3 separate regions of the Mus musculus genome follow, and all the other regions are linked to region 1. The links are chromatin contacts, called in public HiChIP or PLAC-seq and promoter capture Hi-C maps. All regions are on one chromosome and are shown on one strand. The core of a region is the stretch at or near the end of the contact, and the rest is flanking DNA. Distances in the headings are between cores, read along the strand shown.

What was found. Promoter capture Hi-C pulls out the DNA fragments that hold promoters and counts their contacts. HiChIP or PLAC-seq counts read pairs in DNA pulled down with a chosen protein or histone mark.
Region 2: a contact with region 1 is called in an H3K27ac HiChIP or PLAC-seq map of embryonic stem cells, with 7 read pairs. The contact joins two enhancer-like sites. A contact is called at or near these places in 3 of 15 datasets of contacts at CTCF or cohesin (CD8 T cells, the NIH/3T3 cell line and large pre-B cells), 12 of 484 Hi-C or Micro-C datasets (the C10 cell line, CD4 T cells, the HPC-7 cell line and 6 more), 13 of 115 datasets of contacts at active chromatin or transcription factors (the 230-238 cell line, CD8 T cells, Th17 cells and 6 more) and 4 of 9 other capture datasets (adipose tissue, embryonic stem cells, liver and 1 more).
Region 3: a contact with region 1 is called in a promoter capture Hi-C map of embryonic stem cells, with 3 times the contacts expected there. The contact joins the promoter of St8sia1 here to the enhancer-like site in region 1. A contact is called at or near these places in 5 of 39 promoter capture datasets (the 3T3-L1 cell line, embryonic stem cells, liver and 1 more), 1 of 115 datasets of contacts at active chromatin or transcription factors (embryonic stem cells) and 3 of 9 other capture datasets (adipose tissue, liver and pancreatic islet).

What each region holds. Positions count from the first base shown.
Region 1 is chr6:143,066,371-143,070,354 of GRCm38.p6, reverse strand. C2cd5 (C2 calcium-dependent domain containing 5) reads left to right here. Exons shown (of 29, transcript NM_001362113.1): 9 at 3,214-3,299. Among named protein-coding and RNA genes, the nearest start is that of C2cd5, 32 kb to the left of the region's middle. Within about 2 kb of position 1,679, at least 39 of the 459 cell types and tissues checked have an H3K27ac peak or open chromatin away from gene starts, as enhancers often do. A contact at or near this core is called in embryonic stem cells, where this site is marked.
Region 2 is chr6:143,189,469-143,193,452 of GRCm38.p6, reverse strand. All of the region lies in intron 4 of Etnk1 (ethanolamine kinase 1), which reads right to left. Among named protein-coding and RNA genes, the nearest start is that of Etnk1, 24 kb to the right of the region's middle. Within about 2 kb of position 2,127, at least 42 of the 459 cell types and tissues checked have an H3K27ac peak or open chromatin away from gene starts, as enhancers often do. A contact at or near this core is called in embryonic stem cells, where this site is marked.
Region 3 is chr6:142,962,527-142,966,510 of GRCm38.p6, reverse strand. It overlaps St8sia1 (ST8 alpha-N-acetyl-neuraminide alpha-2,8-sialyltransferase 1), which reads left to right and starts at 2,059. Exons shown (of 5, transcript NM_011374.2): 1 at 2,059-2,975. The coding sequence starts at 2,743.

The DNA.
Region 1 (3,984 bases), core at 430-2,929:
GTAGGCTGGAGATGAAACCCAGCTCATGGTGCATGCTGGACAAGCACTCCACCTCAGCCAGCCTCCTCCTCAGCTCCTGGGTACTTAGAGACCAGATCTTATTAAGTTGCGGAGGCTGGTCTCTGCCTTGTGAGCAGGAGTCGGCCCAGGCCCAGTATAGCTGGGACTCTGGGTGTGCTCTTATAAACAAGGAGATGTGACTGGAGCTGTGAGGCTTTGGTCTGCTCACTGGCTTCTAAGCTGCTTTTCAATAATGCTCACTGATTATGTTCTTGTCGTACCACAGATAACGTTTAGAAAGCGGGGTTTTTTTTTTTTTTTTTGGCTTTTTTGTTTCTTAATTCTTACAAAAGGACAAACCTAAAGATTGTACAGGCATCAGCAATGGAAGCTTTCTGACTGGCATCAGATGTGCTAGCAAGGACTTCTGTAGTACTGGTTCTTAAAACCTCATTTATATACCTGTAAGCTGACTCTGATTGTTTTGTTTTGTTTTCCCACCTTAGTAGCTTGTTGAGACCCTCGCCACCTTTGCGCGGTCTGGAGGGGCTTGCCACCTCTCAGTTTTGTTACCTCGTAAGCTGAGACTCAGTGAGCATCCTTTCCTGTCTCTGTCCGGCTTCTGAGAAGCAGTACAAGTCGATTATGATTGACTTACTATTTATAAACCGAGACGTCAGAAATAGAGCAGAATAAAGGGTGGTCTGAGAAAGTTATTTTTCTGTTTATAATGCATTTTTTGGGTTAGTTTTCTTAATTTTTTTTTACTTTATTAGAATCTAATTTATAACATTTTAAAAAATGAGATTTTAAAAATGTTTTCCCCAATTTCTCAACTAATAGGAGTGGAATTTTTGAATGCTGTAATAGGTATATAGCAGAGATTTACACACTTGATTTGGGTAGATTTTACTTTCTTAGGCAGGGTGGCTGTATATATTTCTTACAATACACAGGGTATTTGACCTTTATGTGCAAATATCTGTAAATAGTGATATGATCACATTAAAGTATGAGACATTTTAGAGGTAAGATGAAAGGATTAATGTATACATCAAAACTGGAGAGTAAAAACCTAGCTTGGAATTCATAATACATTACTCTATGATTATTTTTTAAATGAGTATCCCATTAGCACAAATATATGCAGTATCATAGCTAGTAACATTTTAAGGTACCAAAATTTACTACTTTAAATCAGTGTTTTGGATTGAAGCCACAAGTTTCTTACCATACGGAGAGTGGTGGTTTTCAGCCATACAAGTTCTTAAATACAGTCAGCCAGCCAACCAACCAAAATCAATTGGTGGGCAATTTAAGTATTTGAAGAAGTCAGTCAAAAGTGATGGAATGCATAAAGTCTTGCTAATGATTTAAAGTTTTTCAGTGCTTGCAGAGTTTGAAGGGCTTTGTTCATTTTGAAGGTGTCCTTGGTTTGCATGTTGGCTAGGGCTCTGGCGGGTGGGTGGGTACCTGAGCTCTGGCTCACTCAGTGTGGGTTTGTCTGCATTTGAATCCATTTGATTGTTATGTTTGCTCTCACTGCGTTCCTTCTCCTGCATTTCTGATCATCTTCTGAACCTACATCTTTGCTACTTTCCTCCACAGCACCTTACCCACAGGGGCCGGGGATCTACCTGTGTCCCAGCTCCACCCCCCTCTCTTGTGGTTCCTTTCACCTTAAGTCCCGCCTCCTCTCGGAATCTAGCCTTACCCCTCATCACTCTAGCCTTGTCAGCCCCGTTCTGAGGAAAAGTGTTTCTTTCAGTGAAGAGCTGTTCCTGGCTGCTTCTGGTAGGATCACATTATGTCAGCTTTTTTTTAAATAATCCCTTTGTTTTAAATCATCTCTGAAAACATGTTATTTTATGCCATAGAGAATGACTGTGTGCTTTATGTGTGTGAGTGATTTCACTGACAGTTAATCAGAACCACACATATGTCACTGACGCTTACTTGATGGCTATTATCAGTAGTCACTGAGTTTTCTGTTTAACAAAGATTATGTGTCAGGATGTGGCTGTGGATGTTTGCTGTCACTCTCAGGACCGAGGTCTCACTCAGTGTCCTTGTAGATGCTCTGTTCCCCTCTCTCCATACCTGCTCCATCCACATCCGACCTGTGCCATCCTGTTGCTAAACCAGAAGGCTACATGAGAAAATTATTCTGTTTGAACCAGTTTAAGTCTCATTTTGGTGCTATTCTTTTATTATACACTTGTTTTCTTTCCATTCCATTAATCAAGTTATTCTGCTATGTTTTCTGGTACTTTATTTATCACTGCAAACTTACCTTTTATTTTGTGATTTTAAATATGCTTCATATAAAGATCTTAGTTTTGTTTCCAGTTAGCATTGTGTAGTCTCTAAAAACCTTAAGATTACTGTAAGAAAAACTTTTGTTTTCAGAGATCAGAATGGGACTACACACATGCTAACCCTTGTTTCCTTATCCAAGAACAGCTAAAAATGTAAACATGGATTAACTCCTCCCTAAGGCACTGCAGTGAACTTGACCGGATGCATCTTTAGCTTTGAGAGCCAGTGTGAGCCATCCCATCTCCATAGATCGTGGGCCATACTTGTCCTTGTGTTACTATCAAAACAATGACGACAACAAATGCTAGGGAAAATGTAATATTAGCCTTAAAATACATCTAAGGGTGAGGAAATAGAATTCTTTCATCCATGACTATGTACATTTGTGATGTGCTTACACATGTGTGTTGATTTTTGTTAATGAGCACATCCCATGTTCAGAGGAGAGCATGAGCAGAGAATAAGCTTCATTCTGAAGGCTGATTGGCCCGTTAGCTTCCTGTAGTTTTGACCTGAGCAGTTAGTGTGTTTCTTCCCATATTTTACCAGATATTTTGATGTGTTTAAGTTGTTAGCATAGTCAGTTATTCTTTTGGTTATTTTATTAAAATTATCAACTTATAAATATTGAATATTATCAAAGAATTGTTGCCTTATTTTAATATTTTTATTAGAATAAATTGATTGTAAAACTAGCTGTGACCATAACTTTGATATCTTACTTTAAAGAAAGTTTTAATATAGTAGAGTAAAATGCATGTGCTACTTACCATAGCAAAATAGGTTAAACATGTGGCTGAGTTTCTGTATTTGACACTGTCTGTGAAGATGAGTGCACTTGAGCTTGCCGGTGTCTACTTATGTGCTTGTTCCTTACGTGCTGCTGTCCTGTAGGAATGGGCAGTGGGAGTGCTGGAAAAGAAGGGGGGCCCTTTAAAGCCCTTTTACGGCAACAGACGCAGTCGGCGTTGGAACAGCGGGTAAGAGAACACTTTCTATTCCTTCTCTGTCTCTGTGGTTTTGTACGCCTGCGCTCCTTCCTGGCTGCTTAAAAGGTTCTGAAAAGGGTTTTTGATCATTATCTATAATGTTGTACTTTTAAAGTTCAAATGTATTTAAGATATCAGAGTAATTTTTTCACCAATATTTACTTTTTTACTTAGGAAAATTTCTTAACTTTTCTGTTTTGTGGAGCTTTTTAATTTAAAATACTTAAATTGAATTTTAATTTTTCCAGTCTTTGATTTAAAATATTTCTTCTGAAAATATCCATTGAATACTGAAATCATTTCTAGTTCTCATTAAAGGTACAATATAGAGAAGAAAATGATTAGTCTTTTTGCAGAAAACCATCTCAGTAATGCTCTCTTAAATCGGCGCTATAATATGCTGACACTTACCTCTTGACGTTACTTTTTGTCACTGGCCTGTTTATTAGATACCAGACACAGATTCTGTTCTTAGTAGATTAAAGTTAAGCGTGACTGTCTAGCATAATATGGGTTTGGGTTTTGGTTTTGTGGGGTTTTTTTTTTTTGTTTTTTGTTTTTTGTTTTTTTTTTTTTTTTTGAGGCAGGGTTTCTCTGTATAGCCCTGGCTGTCCTGAAACTCACTCTGTAGACCAGGCTGGCCTCAAACTCAGAAATCCGCCTGCCTCTGCCTCCC
Region 2 (3,984 bases), core at 878-3,377, 120 kb before region 1:
CGATCCAGAACATACCTATGCCTCCACGAGCGTTCAAAGAGCAGAGTTCAACATCTACCATGTGCGTGACTGAAGCAGCCGAGCGCTCACAGGTGACTTACAGCAGCGGCTGATGCCTTGGGCTGTTTAAGCACAGCTTCTCGTAGAGCTCATTTTAATAGTTACGTGCCAATAAAAATACACAGCCCAGTCCCGAAGCTTACTTTTGCAACATAAATAAAAGCTTCCATTTTCAAAAGTATATTTAGAATTTGGCAAACACAGTTAAAATAGCAGGTAGAAACAGTCCCGCTTATACACATAACTTAACTAAAACATAAATCATTTTAAGAAAAGTTAAAATCTGTTTCAACATGAAAAGTTTTAGCAGTGACTTTTGTAGTAGCGTTAACTCATTAACACTGGCCTTTACGTTTAAAAGCTATGTTGAGTTTATAATGAAATCTAAAGATAAGAAAATGAAGCTAACAAAATACAGATGGGGCTGTTACCAGGCTCCGTGCATGTGAACAAGTGAGGCGACAAAGCTCCAGTCAGTGCGTTTAAGAAGCACGGGGCGCCGCCACATGGCAGCAGCAATGGCATACCTAATCTGTAGCAGATGAAGAGAATTTGGCAAACTCACATTGTACAAGACACAAAGCTTTAAAGGAAAGAAATGTTTAAAATCTGCATTAACTATTCTGTTTCAAATCATTACAAAGTGGAACTCAACCTTAAATTTAAGATTCTGCAACAATGTAAAATTAAAGAGGTCTTATGATCTTTAGGGTGCCAGAAAAATCAAATTACAGCACTGGGAAATATTCTCCTAGCAACAGAACATGTTGTTTCTTTTCACCGTGAGTTTAATTTTTTTTAATATTTCCCAGTATTAATAATGTCCATTACTCTTAATAACTAATTCCTTCAGACAAGAATTTCTCCTTGAGGTCTCAAAGGTGAACAGATAATGAAAACACACCCTAGAATCTGATGTGCACACTCACTTCCCAAGGAGGGGCTTCTAGATCATCCAGATTCTCAGGGCATCCTTAACCTTTAAAAAAAATGATCAGCTTAAAGGCTAGCATTGATTTTTATAATCTTTAAATAATTGCACCAGTGACACACAACACAAAGCAAATAATGGATGAATTTGAATTTTCAAAAATATTTTTGATTTTTTTTACTACTGCTTGAAGCCCTCACCACTGTAGGAAAAATCCAGTTAAACTGGTCAAATCTCAATGCAAGAAAACTAGTCTTCCATTTATTAAAGCATGTTAAAGCCAAAAACGAACTAAACAAGGCTATATAATTATAACAAGACACATGTCTTGACCTTATCTTATTACAAATGAAAAGAAAAGTCACCTATTTGAGAGTCGGACCCTTTCCAGCCCAGCTCTTAGACATGGAGAAACAGCGGTGAGGAAAGTTCACAGGAATTCTGTGTAAGAGCTTGGCAAGAGGATGTGAGCGAGGAAATACCCACCTCCAGCCCAGGCCAGCACACATCACTCTCACTGTAAGAGCAGGGACTGGCAACAGCTGTGTGAGGCTGAGCCTGGGGAGGGACACAAGAGCCCTCGTGGTACATGGGAAGTAGTCAAATGCTAGGAGAGAAATGGAGGCTCTACTACACAGAACACAAGCACAGTAGCAGGAGAGGAAGGGCTGCAAGAGCATTTCCACAAAGGGGAAACACGGCATTTAACATTCTCACCCAGGTATGACTGAAATACAGTGGGCCTAGCGCATGCGTCTGAAAAGGCTCATGCAAACAACTCAGGAAAACCAGTGGGTCACACCCAGGCACACACAGAAAGAGGAGAGAGGGATGCTGGGAAGAAAGGGCTCAGCAGGAATGGGGAAAGAACAAGAGAATACTGGAGGAGGAAGGACCGCCGTACACCAGAAACTGTGACACTGTCAGGCAGTAAAAATAAACACTGAAAACAAACATCCAGCAATCTCAGTCAGTGCTCCTTAATAACTAAGGAATGCAGGGGACTGTTTGTTGGGTTTTAAAACAGGGTCTTGCTCTGTAGCCCTGGCTGCCCTGTCACTCACTACATAGACAGCACAGGTCTCTAACTCACAAAATTTCCATGCCTCAGTCTCCTGCGAGCTAGGATTACAGACATGCACCATTGCGTCTGGCTAGAGTCCTGCTGGACGCTGACTGTCTTGGGCTGCTCTACTCTCACACACAGTAGTCTAGAGTAAATCAATTCAGGATTAGTGTATTCTTCTCGAGAGCACGAGGCTCTCTCCAGGATGGTAGAACTGTTCTGTACTTAAGGGCCTTCAGCTTATAGGGGCAGACACCTGTCAAATTCTACAAGTAGCATGCTTAAAACTTGTTTTTAAAGGCAGGTTTCCACTATGTTGCCTAGGTTACCTTGAATTTCTCAGGCAACAGATATCCCACGCTTTCAGTTTCCCAATGGCTGCAATGCTACTCCACATCACCACCCCCAGCTTGCTATGCTAAGCCTGGCACAGTACACTTCAGTGCATGCTGAGCTCTAAACACACTACACTGTAAAGAACTTGGGGATGGAAACCACGCAGGTCTGCAACTCAGTGAAGATAAAGTAAGAAAGGAAGACAGACTGATGAATGAGCAGGTGAGGTGGGATACAGCACAAACTTGTCAATCGTAGAGACTCTAGGTACCAGGTACAGGGTTAGAAAGAGTTAGGTCTATATCTGTATTTGTAGATATTTAAACTCAGTACTCTATAAACATGGCTTTTATTTTAAAGATATGGTGGTACTCCAAGCAGGCAAGCAAAGGTATATATGTGTATGAATATATTGATTTTTATAAGCAAACTGTTTATATGACTATGTACCTATTTCTGCTTGTTTCATCAGTAACGTTTCAAAGACAAGATTCTGTTTGTTTCTGTTATTTCTTTAATAGGGACTGGGGGAGGAGGAGCCTAAAACCTACCCAAGAATGACCCTGAATTTCCTGTCCTTTGTTTCTACCTTCCAAGTACTGGGATTACAGTACTGGCACACCCACTTACTCGACGCTGGCTGAAGATGGAGGAGGATGGCTGAGGATGGCTGAGGCTCTGTATGTACTAGGTCAGCAGTTAGCAACTGAGCTACATCTGGTACCACAAGGACAGCTCCACTGAGGCTGATCTGTGTCGGTCAAGCAGGAAGGGCTAAGAAATCTCTATAAACCTCCTAGCAAGTCAGATTTGTATTAAATGTTAAAATAAACCCATGGGAAAGATCTTCTACATCACTAAAACAATAAGTTCTGTGTTAGTAAGAGCAGAATGGATCTTGTTTAGAGCCAATCAGAGGACAGTAGTACAGACTTTCCTACCTACCGTGTACAAAACTAAAACCATTCCAATAAAAGGCCTTCATTTTCTTCTACTTTTGTTTTGCCTAAATGCCAATCAACTTCTTGTGTTTTACTGAATAGAAAATGGACAATGATTAACATCCCTTAAATTTAAAGTTATAGTAAGACTTATACATGGGCTCTTATGAAGAAATTGGGATGAGGGTAAGAAACAAATTAACTAAAGTCATTGTCAAAGCAAAGAACCTTCTAACAAAAGTAGAGACAAGCTCTCAATCTTGAAAACTTCATCAATGGCTTCTGATATGTCCCCAACTGAAGAATTAGCTAATATCCAAATAGAATACTACGAACTGCAAGTCACTCCGAGTTCCTCACTCTAAGCCTTGTGAGATTAACAAATGACTGACAGACAACTGCATAATGCTGCCTTCCTCTGTAGGAAGAACAGCTGCTTTATTTTTTGTTTTTATTTTTTGTTTTATTTTTACAATTTTAGCTCATTACTGTGCACTGACCCCACTTTGAGGTCAGCTGTCCCTTCATACAGTCAGGAATGGATCAGCAGCAGCTAAGGAACGCCTGCATTCTTATGCTAATTCTTCTGTTGTTGCTTTGGGTTTTTGTTTTGTTTTGGGCTTGTTTGTTTGTTTCTTTCATTTGTTCCT
Region 3 (3,984 bases), core at 810-3,309, 100 kb after region 1:
AGGTGGTCTGGGACTACCATGTTATCCAGGGAGAATTTAATGGCCACTTATCCTTGAATGAGTCAGTAGATTTGTATGTAGGAAGGGAGGAAAAACATATTTAAGACTGTGGCTACTATATGCTGACAGACATGACACCATGAAGACCTGGAAAGGTGAGGAAAATAACATTGTAGCCATTGTTAATGCTCCTGAGAACCAGAGGGTAACATCAGATAAAGGTTGCCCAGGGGTTGGGAAAGAAGGGGCCAGAGTGTTTACATTGTAGCGCAGTACTACAGTGTGTTACATTGTAATGCAGTACTAAATGGGAAAGGTTTTCATGGGTCCTCATGATCCCTGTATGATCTTTTGCTTGTAGGTTTATTTCGTTTACTGTAAATTCAGCTATATGGAGACCTGGAGGAAGAGAAATTGGGATCATTTGTGCTTTGTTTAAGTTATAGGGAGGAAAAGTGATTGATGATGTGTCTACAGCCCTCAAAGATGGCAAATGTCCCCATCTTGCCTTCCTAGAACAGAGGAAGTTTGGGGTGAGAGGGATCTTCATTTTATTTTAACATTTATTATATTTTAAAATTATGTGCCTGTAATGGTGTGGAGGTTTGTATATGTATGTGCAGGTGCCTTCAGAAGACCTCCCCTCCCCCTCCCCAGTCAGATATGTAATTGTGAGCTGCCTGCCCGCAGTGAGTGCTAGGAACTGAATACAGGTCCTCTAAAAGAGCAGCAAGCTTCTAACAGCGGCAAGAGCAGTCTTTTTTTTTTTTTTTTTTTTTTGGTTTTTCGAGACAGGGTTTCTCTGTGTAGCCCTGGCTGTCCTGGAACTCACTTTGTAGACCAGGCTGGCCTCGAACTCAGAGATCCGCCTGCCTCTGCCTCCCAAGTGCTGGGATTAAAGGCGTGCGCCACCACGCCCGGCGGTAAGAGCAGTCTTTATTTGCTTCTATCAGCGGCAAGGGCAGTCTTTATTTTAACTAACGGTATTTGGTTCCACTGGGGAGCATTGAGCAGTCTTCCTAAGAAAAGCATTGCAATGCTGGTAGAGGTTGGTTGGCACCAAAGTCTCAAGTTTCACCTCTCCCTACTGAAGGTGCTAAAAAAGACTGCAGGGCACAAACTAGTCACTGTGGGCCGTCTGGAGTGCTGCTCTTGGCTGAACAAATGGAACTGTGGCCTGAGATTTCAGTCCTGTGACGACTAAGCTAGCTGGTTTTGGAGGCTGCAGACTTTCTTCTTTGTCCTTGCACAGGATGCTTAAGCAAATAGAAGAGACTGCCGCTAGGAGGTACCCGAGCCTTTTCCGACTTCTGCTAGGGCGAGCAGAAATGGCTTACTGTGAGTCTCTCCTCTAGGCGGGTCCAGGCGGGTTGCACGTTTCCAAGGTCGTGGTTGTGATAAGCTTGCCTTTGCAGCCTTTTAAGAATAAACAGCTTTTTAGTCTACAGAGGCGTTATCTCCTCCAAGGTCTGCGGGAGAACACCAGCCACAAGCATATGAGGATGCCCCTCTGTTCTCGGAAGGGTGGAGGCAAGGTGGTGGATCCCAGTGTGCATGCATCTCCCCTTGTGCCCAGTAGCAGCAGTGTGTGTGTGTGTGTGTGTGTGTGTGTGTGTGTGTGTATGTGTGTGTGTGTGTTCGCGCGCGCGGACGTGTATGTGCGTGCCTGAGCGTGTGAGCTCGCGCCCGCGCGTGCACGCAAGTGCGTGCATGGAATCGTAGCTCAGCACGGGCTGATCTGATTAAGGGAGCCGAGGAAGGAATAAATATTCGCCAGCCTCCTCACTGCTCAGTTATAACCAATCAATTGCAGAAAGGAGAGGGAGACAGCAGCCTGGGCACAAGGTGTGCGGGTCCCCAATCTGTGCATACTCCGGGATAGACATATGCGCGTGTGCATGCACGCACCAGAGGGGCTGCTGCTCTTATTGTCTGCCTCCCTCTGCAGAGAACAAGGGCAGCGGCGAGGGGCCTGCACCCTGGGCTAGCGTCGCGGCCCCAAGCAGGTCACGGGAGGCAATTTCGCGGGTGGGGGAGGGCGGGGGAGACCTTGATTTCCACCAATCCCGGGGCGCGTGTCTGCGGAGTCCAGGGCGCAGCAGAAGGCTGCGGCGCACCGCTGAATGAACTGATGAGAGAGAGTTCTAGGTTTGCCCGTGAGGGGCGCGGAGTGAGGGTCCTGGCGGGCGCGGCCGAGGCGCCGGGGGTGGGGTAGCGGTCCCGGGCCATCGTGGAAATTTCCAAGGACTTGGTGTGGCGCGGAGAGCGCATCTGGGGGGTGCCGGGCACCGCGGCGGCGCAGGAGGCGGGGAAAGGGCGGTGCAGGGCGCAGGAGCATCTCTTTCTGGAAGGGACACAACCCATCAGACGTCCGGGAGCCAGCCGCGCCTCTTCCAGGACCCCAGCCGAGGGCGACGGTGATGCTGCAGTAAGGGCGGGAGCCACCGGCCCCACTGCTCTTAGACTCCTTCATCGCCCGCTGCCTGCAGGGAAAGAGACTAAGGCTTGTGATTTGCCCGGAGGCCACTTCCTTTAGCAAGACATCCCAGTAAAAGTTGCATTGGCGAAGATCCTTGTAGCTGACCTCTGGGGCCGTGGCGTGGGGGTTCCCCAGCCGTGCGTTTGCGAGCTGGAAAGCCAAAGGTGTGTGTGCATGGGGGGCCGGCCACTGGAGCATCCTTCACTGCCACTTTGTCCAGCGTTGTGCTGAGGGTACACTGACCCTGGGACATCGAGGCTGCGATGAGCCCCTGCGGGCGGGCCCTACATACGTCCAGAGGGGCCATGGCCATGCTAGCTCGGAAATTCCCGCGTACCCGGCTACCCGTAGGAGCCAGTGCCCTCTGTGTGGTGGTCCTCTGTTGGCTCTACATCTTCCCTGTCTACCGGCTGCCCAACGAGAAGGAGATTGTGCAAGGGGTGCTGGCACAGCGGACGGCTTGGAGGACGAACCAGACGTCAGCCAGTCTCTTCAGGTACCTACTGCTGGCCGTTGCTCCCCTCCAGCATCCCTTCCTGCTAGTGTGCAGAAGACAGGGTCGCTTGTGAGGCTTCTCTGTCCTGTGCCCTCTGTGCCGTGCCCAACCTAGAGACTTAAGTCAGGGTCTCTGTCCCATCCCTCATCCCAAGAGACGTTTCAAGGTACCTTTGCAAAATCAAGGATTTTTTTGGTCTGTCCCTAGTCTGTGTTGTATTTGCAATTGACCCATCTCTGTGGGAAGGGAGACCCAGAACAACTTAGAGACTGTTACTTTCAGAGAATTTATTTTTTAGCCTCCGTAGATGTTTGGTGCTAAAGAGAAGTAAGCTAGAAGTAGGTTAAGAAGCGTTCCGGGGCAGTTTGTAACACAAATCAACCATGCAGGAGTGATGGGCAAACCTCCAGTCACGAAACCATGAAAACTAGCCAGGCCTTCGCCGTGGCTTTGCGCAGTGTGTCCATTGCGAGTCCGGAGCACGGAACCATGACCCACTAAGGATCGGACCTGCACGATTTTTGTGTTGAAATTTCAACACATTTTTGATGACATATTTTCTCTTCTGACCAATTCTTCTGTAGAACAAGTTACTAGCCCAAGGTCATTCATTATCTACGACGAAGTCCAGGTGCCCAGGTGCTGGACTCTTTACCACTCCAAAGCACCAGTCCCCCCTTTTGTCTTAGTCTCAGGAATGTTTGTGGGAGGTGTACGTGAGGGAAGGGCTTGGATTCAGAAAACAAAACCCAAGGCCGCGTTTGAAAGAGGACAGCACAGGGTTCTCCAGCTGGTAGTTTCTCCTCTTGGGGGAGGTGCTAATTTGAGGAACAGAAGACAGGTTTGCAATAGAAGTTGGGTAGCTAGACTGCAGCGCAGACAACAAGCTCTTTGCATGTTACCTGCATGTTGGGGGAACTGGCCGGCTCGGACCAGGACCGCACCGGGACCCCGGGGCAGAGCCTTCTCATCTTCAGCTCTGGCGCCAATTTATTGCCTTGCTGGTCTT